Linked DNA regions of Astyanax mexicanus: region 1 is linked to region 2. Evidence: chromatin contacts called from public Hi-C data. All regions are on one chromosome and are shown on one strand. The core of a region is the stretch at or near the end of the contact, and the rest is flanking DNA. Distances in the headings are between cores, read along the strand shown. Region 1 holds the start of adcy6a (adenylate cyclase 6a). Region 2 overlaps adcy6a (adenylate cyclase 6a).

Region 1 (3,907 bases), core at 799-3,298, 59 kb before region 2:
ATATCACAGCTGAGTAACTTTGCTTACATCAGATTAATTTATGAAGAATTATATGAAATATGTGTGGAGTTTCCCGGTAAGTAACTCTGTATGAACCAGAGGATCCAGGCTGTGTTGGTGTTGGTTTGTCTAGGAACTGGTTCTTCCTGCTTTAGCGGTAGCAGAACACTCATTTCATGTGAGTACAGTATTAAAGGTTGGGCCCGAGGCTCAGGTTTCTGTATAAAGACCTACCTGGATACTCTATACCACTTTACACATAACACACCTGCCCTGGGCTGCGACCTCACACATTACCTCACTCAACTGATACAGGACAGGAGACAGCCAATCCATTGGCCTAACATTAGGCCACAAATTTTGACCACTTGGCGGATATTTCCATTCGGTATATGAATAGTCTGCCCAGTGTGCATTCTATAGCAAAGTCCATGAGTTAACTTTTTTTTATATATTTTTTATTCTTTTGACTATTCATTCTTTTAATAATACTACACAGAAATCATAATTTCCATCTTATTTACTATACCTTTTTAATAATCATGCATGTGTTCACCCTGTAATAGCAAGCTGCATGACAGCATGGCCAATGACAAGACTGATTATACTCTTGGTTGACCAAGAATTTGAGAATTGTTGAACTGTTTATGTTGACCATCAAATACATTTCTCTTTCAAATACACATTTTGACATTCTAAAATTATGCTAATTCATGTAGATTTAGTCCCAGTTTTTACATTTAATAAATATGTTTGTAGCACATATGTACATCAGAAAGATATCATAAATTGGCCTACAATAGCCATATTGATGCACCCCTTCCTAGTTTGTTATTAAAATAATTAGAGGTTTTCTTTTCACTGCTAAGGTAAAAGCATGATTAGAATAGCACTGCTGTAAATAAGAGTAAAATCGCTGACTGCTGAGGTAAACGTATGATTAGAATAGCACTACTGAGATAAATATAGCTTTGGAAAAAATCAAGAGACCACTTCAGTTTCTGAATCAGTTTCTTTGACATTGCTATTCATAGGTATATATTTGAGTAAAATGAACATTGATGTTTTAAATTCCAAATAAAAATATTGTCATTTATAGCATTTATTTGCAGAAAATTAGAAATGACTAAAATAACAAAAAGATGCAGAGCTTTCAGACCTCAAATAATGCAAAGAAAACAAGTTCATATTCATAATGTTTTAATTGTTTAGAAACAACAAAACAAGAGTTTTTATAACAGTTTTCATGCATCTTGGCATGTTCTCCACCAATCTTACACACTGCTTTTTAATAACTTTATGCCACTCCTGGTGAAAAATTCAAGCAGCTTGGTTTGATGGCTTATGATCATCCATCTTCCTCTTGATTATATTCCAAAGGTATATGGTATATGGTAAAATCAAAGAAATCTTTGATTTTAAAAGTAAAATCTTTGTTGTACATCAGAAAGGCCTACAATAGCCATATTGATTCATCGCTTAGTGTTTTGTTGGTTTTTAAAATCATTTAGTTTTCTATTTCCACTGCTAATATAAATGTATTAGTAGAATAGCACTATTGCTGTAAACAAATAAGTAACAATGAACTGCTGTGGTAAATAAGGTAAATTGTTGAGTTAATTTTTTGACTAAAGTGGCACTGCTGATACATTATGCTTCCTTGTTTGCTTTATGTGTGCTGGGATGTTAAAAGTATTCTGTGCTCAATAAATAAATTAACCAATAGTTTTGTACTAAAGTACAAAATACAAGTTTTGTCATTTGAAAAGCAAAACATGAATACATTTAGGCCATTAACTTTTTATCAGTGGTGGAGCGTCATAACGAATGGAAACCTGTGAAAACCCGTGTTCGGCATTTGGCCCAATGTTTGATTTGGTTGTGTTTGGGTGAAAGAGCAGGGCAGGTGAAGCAGCTGCTCAGCAGGGGAAGAAGGTCTGACTGAACGGCCTTGAGGAGAGGAGAGTTTTAGCGCGGCCTGTAGGCGGCGCTCTGCACAGCCAGAACACACACTGAGAGCGAGTGTGTGTGTGTGTGTGACCGTGTGTGTGTGTCAGTGTACAGTGTGTGTGTGTGTGTGGAGGGGGAGAGGCAGGCAGCAGGCTCAGGCTGGGAGAAATTGACGGGGAGGGAAGGCAGGCAGAGCGCGGTTCGGTCTCTGTGGCCCGCTGTCCTCTAGTCCTCGATGCCTGGGAACACTCACCGCCCCCCGGAGAGAGGAGCACACCGAGGCTCGGGCGCCTCCGCCGGCTGCGGGTTCCTGCTAACGCCGAGAGAGATGGACGCGGTGAGTCAGAGCCTCTCTCTCTCTCTCTCTCTCGTTCTGCTCTCTGTCTCTCTATCTCTCTCTCTTATCCAGCCTGTTCCCGTCCTTTAACGGGCACGGTTTATATAAGCTCCGGTCCAGCCCGTGTTCCAGGCGGCGGGTCGTGCAGACGGCGCCGCGGGCCTCTGGTTTTGGGTTGAATTCGCGCTGTTGTTGTTTTTGTGTTTTTGCATTTTTAGCGAGCGTTTGATGCGTTTGACGGACAGACGGTACGTTTGGAGTGTGTGTGCGTGTGTGTGTGTAATATGTGTGTGTGTATGTGTGTGTGCCTGTTGAGGGCTCCAGCTTCACCTCGGCTCTCAAACGCCTGCTCAGTCCAACATCTCCCTCCTCCACCACCTCCTCCTCCTCCTCCCCGTATAGACCGGCCGATCCCCGCCGCTCCGTTCACTCCAACCGCTGGAAGCTCTGCGGCACGGGCGGCGCGGCGACAGCGGTGGACGGTGAAGTGCACGGTACCGTTACACCGTGAACAAACCGCTAAACGCTGACTGAACGCGCCAGCGCTGAGCTCGGTTTCGCCTGGCCGAGGTCAGTCGCTCTCAGGGCGGCTGTGGACCGTCTGCTCACCCCCTCCACACCGGTTCTCCAGCCCGAGTCCAGCCTTAGCGCTGGAGCCGGCGGACAGGCAGCGGCCGCGTCCCAATTTGTTGCCTCGGAGGAATGTGGCAGCGGCCGCCCGCATATGAGAAGGAGGAGGCGGCGGCGGAGGAGGAGGAGGATAGCACCGATGCGCTGGAATGTTGTGTGTTAGGTTCGACATTCAGCCGGGAGTACTGACTGATTTTACTCGACTTTATTCCACAGGGTGTTCTGTCGATTTGTGTTACCTTGTCAAAACCTGCAACTGTAACTAGTGTAGTAGCTATATAATATGTTTGAATAAGGCTGCATAATAGCCAAGTAAGCTAGCTGAGCTAAATTAAGCAGTAGATAGCTTTAAATAGGTTAGGTTAACTAGATTCATCATAGTTTTTCATAATTAGAAGAGCACTATAAAAACACTATATCAGAACTCCTGATATTCTTCAGGCAGAGAAATAGCTATTGATTATATAAATGGGTTGTCTAAATACATCTCTGTAAATATGAGGTATTTGATTTAAGATCTCTCTAAAAAACAGCAAGCTAAAATGTATTTTTCACACCAAAAAAACATGAAAACATTAATTCACGCAGCGCATGCGCATAACAGAGGAGTAGCATATATAAATGGGTAGCACAACTCGACAGAACACTGGTTCATAGAGAAGGACCTGAGCCACAGAAGGTGAAACGTTAGCCTGCTGTGGACTGGAATATGGTAGCCGCACGCGCGCGCGCACACACACATATATATACACACAGGCGCGCGCACACACTGTTACGTAAGGCGGCGGACTGCTTGCTGGTGCGGGTGATGATGATGCCGCGCGCGGGGCTCGGCTGGCTCTCGTTCTGCATCTACGACAAAAACAACAAAACAACAGCCGTGCTGCCGCTCGCGCTCTCGGTACCGCGCCGAAATTATATAACCCGTATGATTTTAAGATCGTCACCGCGCGCGCATCCGGGCACCGAAATCAGTCAGCCCCAGCTTCT
Region 2 (3,506 bases), core at 122-2,621:
GAGAGCAGGAGAGAGAGATAGATAGACAAAGAGAGTGAGACATGGACAGAAAGATATGAGAGATATAGGGTAAGATAGAGAGAGATAAAGTATGTGAGAGAATAAGAGAATGAGAGAGAGAGAGAGACCGAGAGAGAGAAAGAGAGATAGACAGAGTGAGGTAGTGTAAAAGAGAGAGAGATATAGAGAGACATAGAAAAAGAGAGATATGCAGAGAGAGACTGAGAGAGTAAGAGAATGAAAGGGAGACCGAGACAAAGAGAGATACTGAAAGAGACTGTGAGTAAAAGAACAAGAGAAAAAAAAAGAGATAGAGAGAGGGAGAGAGATGGAAAGCATGAGAGACAGAGAGCTAAAGAGAGAGGTAGTGACAGACATAGCGTGTCAGAGAGTGAGAGATGGACAGAGAGACAGACATAGAGTGTGAAAGTGTAAAAGAGGAAAAGATACAGAGCGAGTGTGAGAGTGTAAGATAGAGATACAGAGAGAGGGAGAGAAATGGAAAGCAGAAAAGATAGAGAGTGAGCTACAAACAGAGCAGGAGAGGCAGAGATGGACAGAGAGGGAGAGATAGACAGTGTAAGAGAGTGAGAGAGAAAGGGAAAGAGCGATAGAAAGCGCGAAAGTGGAAGAGACAGACGGATTGTTAAAGAGAGAATGTTAGAGAGAGAAAGAGATATGGACAGAAAGAAAAAGAGATGAGATGAAAGATATAGAGAGAAAGAGAGGGGGAGAGAGATTGAAAACACGAAAGACAGAGCATTGAGAGGTGTCATTTCCTTCTCTTCTCTTCTCCCTTCCCTCCACCCCTCTGTTCTCACCCCAACCCCTCAACACTCATTTTTCAGGAACGCCTGTTGCTGTCCGTGTTGCCGAGGCACGTTGCCATGGAGATGAAGGCTGACATCAACGCTAAGAAAGAAGACATGATGTTCCACAAGATCTATATCCAGAAGCACGACAACGTCAGGTTGGCCCCGCCCCTCCGTCACATGCCCACCCGGCAGAACCTGTTCAATAAAGTTCTTCCTCTTTTTATGTTAAAGCGTGTTCCTCTCACCCTCACCCCACTATAATGACCGTGCCACCCGATGCCATTTTCAGCATCAGGGCAACAAACTGAACATTAATCTGTCACAACATTTAGTCAGCCATTACACTGGAAGCAGGAAACAATATGGAGTCACGTGACCTCTTATCAGGTTAGTGAGTTCAGCAGCGTTCCAGTGTGGCTGCAGGCCATTAGCGCTGTAGCTAATGTAGCTTCCCTTTCTGCTGCCCCCCCCCCCCATCGTCCTTCTCTGTGTTTCTCCCTGCTTTTAAACGTGTCCCCTCAACCCCACTCCCGTTTCTCCTGCTCGGTGACGAGGAGCCGGGGAGACGAGCCGCCGGGGTTTTTGCTTTTTAGGCTAATTACATTTAGCGAGGGAATGGTTAATTACCAGTAGCTAGTGCTGGTGATGGGAGCTGTGAAGTGCTTCTGGTGATTGTGCTGCTCTGTGACCAGTACTTAGTGAGTGAGTAGACAGCTTCTGCTTATAAACAGTCAGGTGGTAGGCATACAGGTATACCATGCACTCATACCTACATATGTAGGGCTGCAATGATTAATTGACACAAACAACTTGACTTTTTTTGTTTTGTTTTAAATAATTGTGATCATCCTGATGAGGACTTTTAATTTGAAACAAGCACAAAGAGCAAAACAGCCAGCCTTTGCCAGACTGGAGTTTTTTGCCACGATCACACAGCAACCAGTGTTGGCTGTACTGGAGTGTTTTAGCTGCAATAATAACTGTTTTTCCAGTGTAGATTTAATGACTGACTGAAGTCTTTTGTGGCCTTTGGGAGCCTTCAGTCTGTTTTTAGCTTTTAGCATCTAACTGTGATGTTTTATGTGACATTGCTGCTCCAAAATTCAAAATATTGCAGTATGAGTCATTGTTCAATATAAATTATTTTGACTTATTTATTATTCGACCGAACACATGCAATGTATTTTTTTATTTTTTTCGTTTTATTTTTTCATTTTTGACCAAATGTTTTTAGTTGCCAAATATTTGTTGCATCCTTAATCCAAATTGGTGCAGACTTTTTCGGCAACCTTTCGGCAGCCTTTTTCGGCAGTCCTTTATTGCACTCAGTTGTGAACCAAAACAATCAAGGCATAGCAAGACCACCTCCTCTCACTGTTCTTGTTTTTCCAGCTTTATACTACACAAATATATTCGCTGGTCTTGAGCACAGAAGCCTCTTCCTGTATTTAATATTTTGCTCACACGCCAATCTGAGGAGACAACATGCTTGCATGGTTTGTTGAGGCGCATTCTGGTTTGTTCCTGTGTGAAAACAAATCAAACCGAGAGGCGAAAATGCTACAAGAAAACAAATTAATTTACTGATTCGAACCAGAGAAAGTACAGATGTGAAAACGCCCTTATTGCCTTATTTGGAATGTGTGAATGTCTCCTATATTTATAGATGAAAATCAAAATCAAACTATCAGACATCTAAACAAACATTCAGCAAAACTTAAAGTTGTGCATTGCAACAGAAACCTCACCGAAAGGAAGCAGAAAAGGGCATGAGAAAAATAATCGTTGACTAAGCAACTCATTCGAAAAATACTCAACAGATTAGTCAGTTACTAAAATAGGCAATTAGTTGAAGCCCAACATATGTGTGTTATTCAAAATGACTCTTTCTTTTTATGTTCTTATTCTTTTAAGTCCTATTTTTATTTGTTCTATCTCTCTTTATTTCTCTTTCTCTCTCCCAGTATTCTGTTTGCAGACATCGAGGGTTTCACCAGCCTGGCCTCCCAGTGCACTGCTCAGGAGCTGGTGATGACTCTGAATGAACTATTTGCCCGCTTTGACAAGTTAGCCTCGGTAAGCAGAACTGAGAATCTACTCAGACCCCATACACGGGGTGCACATATGTTTTATATACTGACATGCCAAAAGTCATGGGACAGTAGTATGCAAATTATTCACAAAGTGTTACCTCAGGGAAAGGCTTGGGACTGCCCACAACTGTATATGTTGTGAGGTGTTATCTTGTGCGTAAGGCTGTACCAGGAATACATCATAGAAGGCTTTACCTCTCACAGTGGACAGTGCAGTGGGTGGTAATGAACGTGACTAGGGCGCCTAGGTAAAATTGTCTGTGTGAATGGACAAGCTAAATAATAATATCCATATTCAAATCAGGAGATCACACATACATATCCCACAGCTCAGTGCAGTGTTCTTTAGCTTCCATAAGACATGATGTATCAGTGTTTTCGCAGAATTCGTTTATTACTTGTTGTGTGATTTGAAGCGTTTTGTAATGGGCCACTCCTTCTCACATCAGCATAAACATATTAGCCACTTTTCTGTTTGAAATGATTAGTCAGTGTCTGTGTAGACTTTAGATCTGAGCTAATTATTAGAACAGGGCCATATAGCATGTTATTACACAGTTTATGATGGTGCTCTTAATATACAGTTGTGGTCAAAAGT

What was found. Hi-C and Micro-C count contacts between places; a contact is called where the count stands out from the background.
Region 1: a contact with region 2 is called in a Hi-C map of blood, with 6 times the contacts expected there. The contact joins the promoter of adcy6a here to the enhancer-like site in region 2. A contact is called at or near these places in 2 of 3 Hi-C or Micro-C datasets (blood and muscle).

What each region holds. Positions count from the first base shown.
Region 1 is chr13:16,618,511-16,622,417 of AstMex3_surface, reverse strand. It overlaps adcy6a (adenylate cyclase 6a), which reads left to right and starts at 2,048. Exons shown (of 24, transcript XM_049486293.1): 1 at 2,048-2,287.
Region 2 is chr13:16,558,961-16,562,466 of AstMex3_surface, reverse strand. It overlaps adcy6a (adenylate cyclase 6a), which reads left to right. Exons shown (of 24, transcript XM_049486293.1): 5 at 849-970; 6 at 2,780-2,891. Among protein-coding and RNA genes, the nearest start is that of LOC103034470, 37 kb to the right of the region's middle. Within about 2 kb of position 1,371, the one cell type or tissue checked has an H3K27ac peak away from gene starts, as active enhancers do.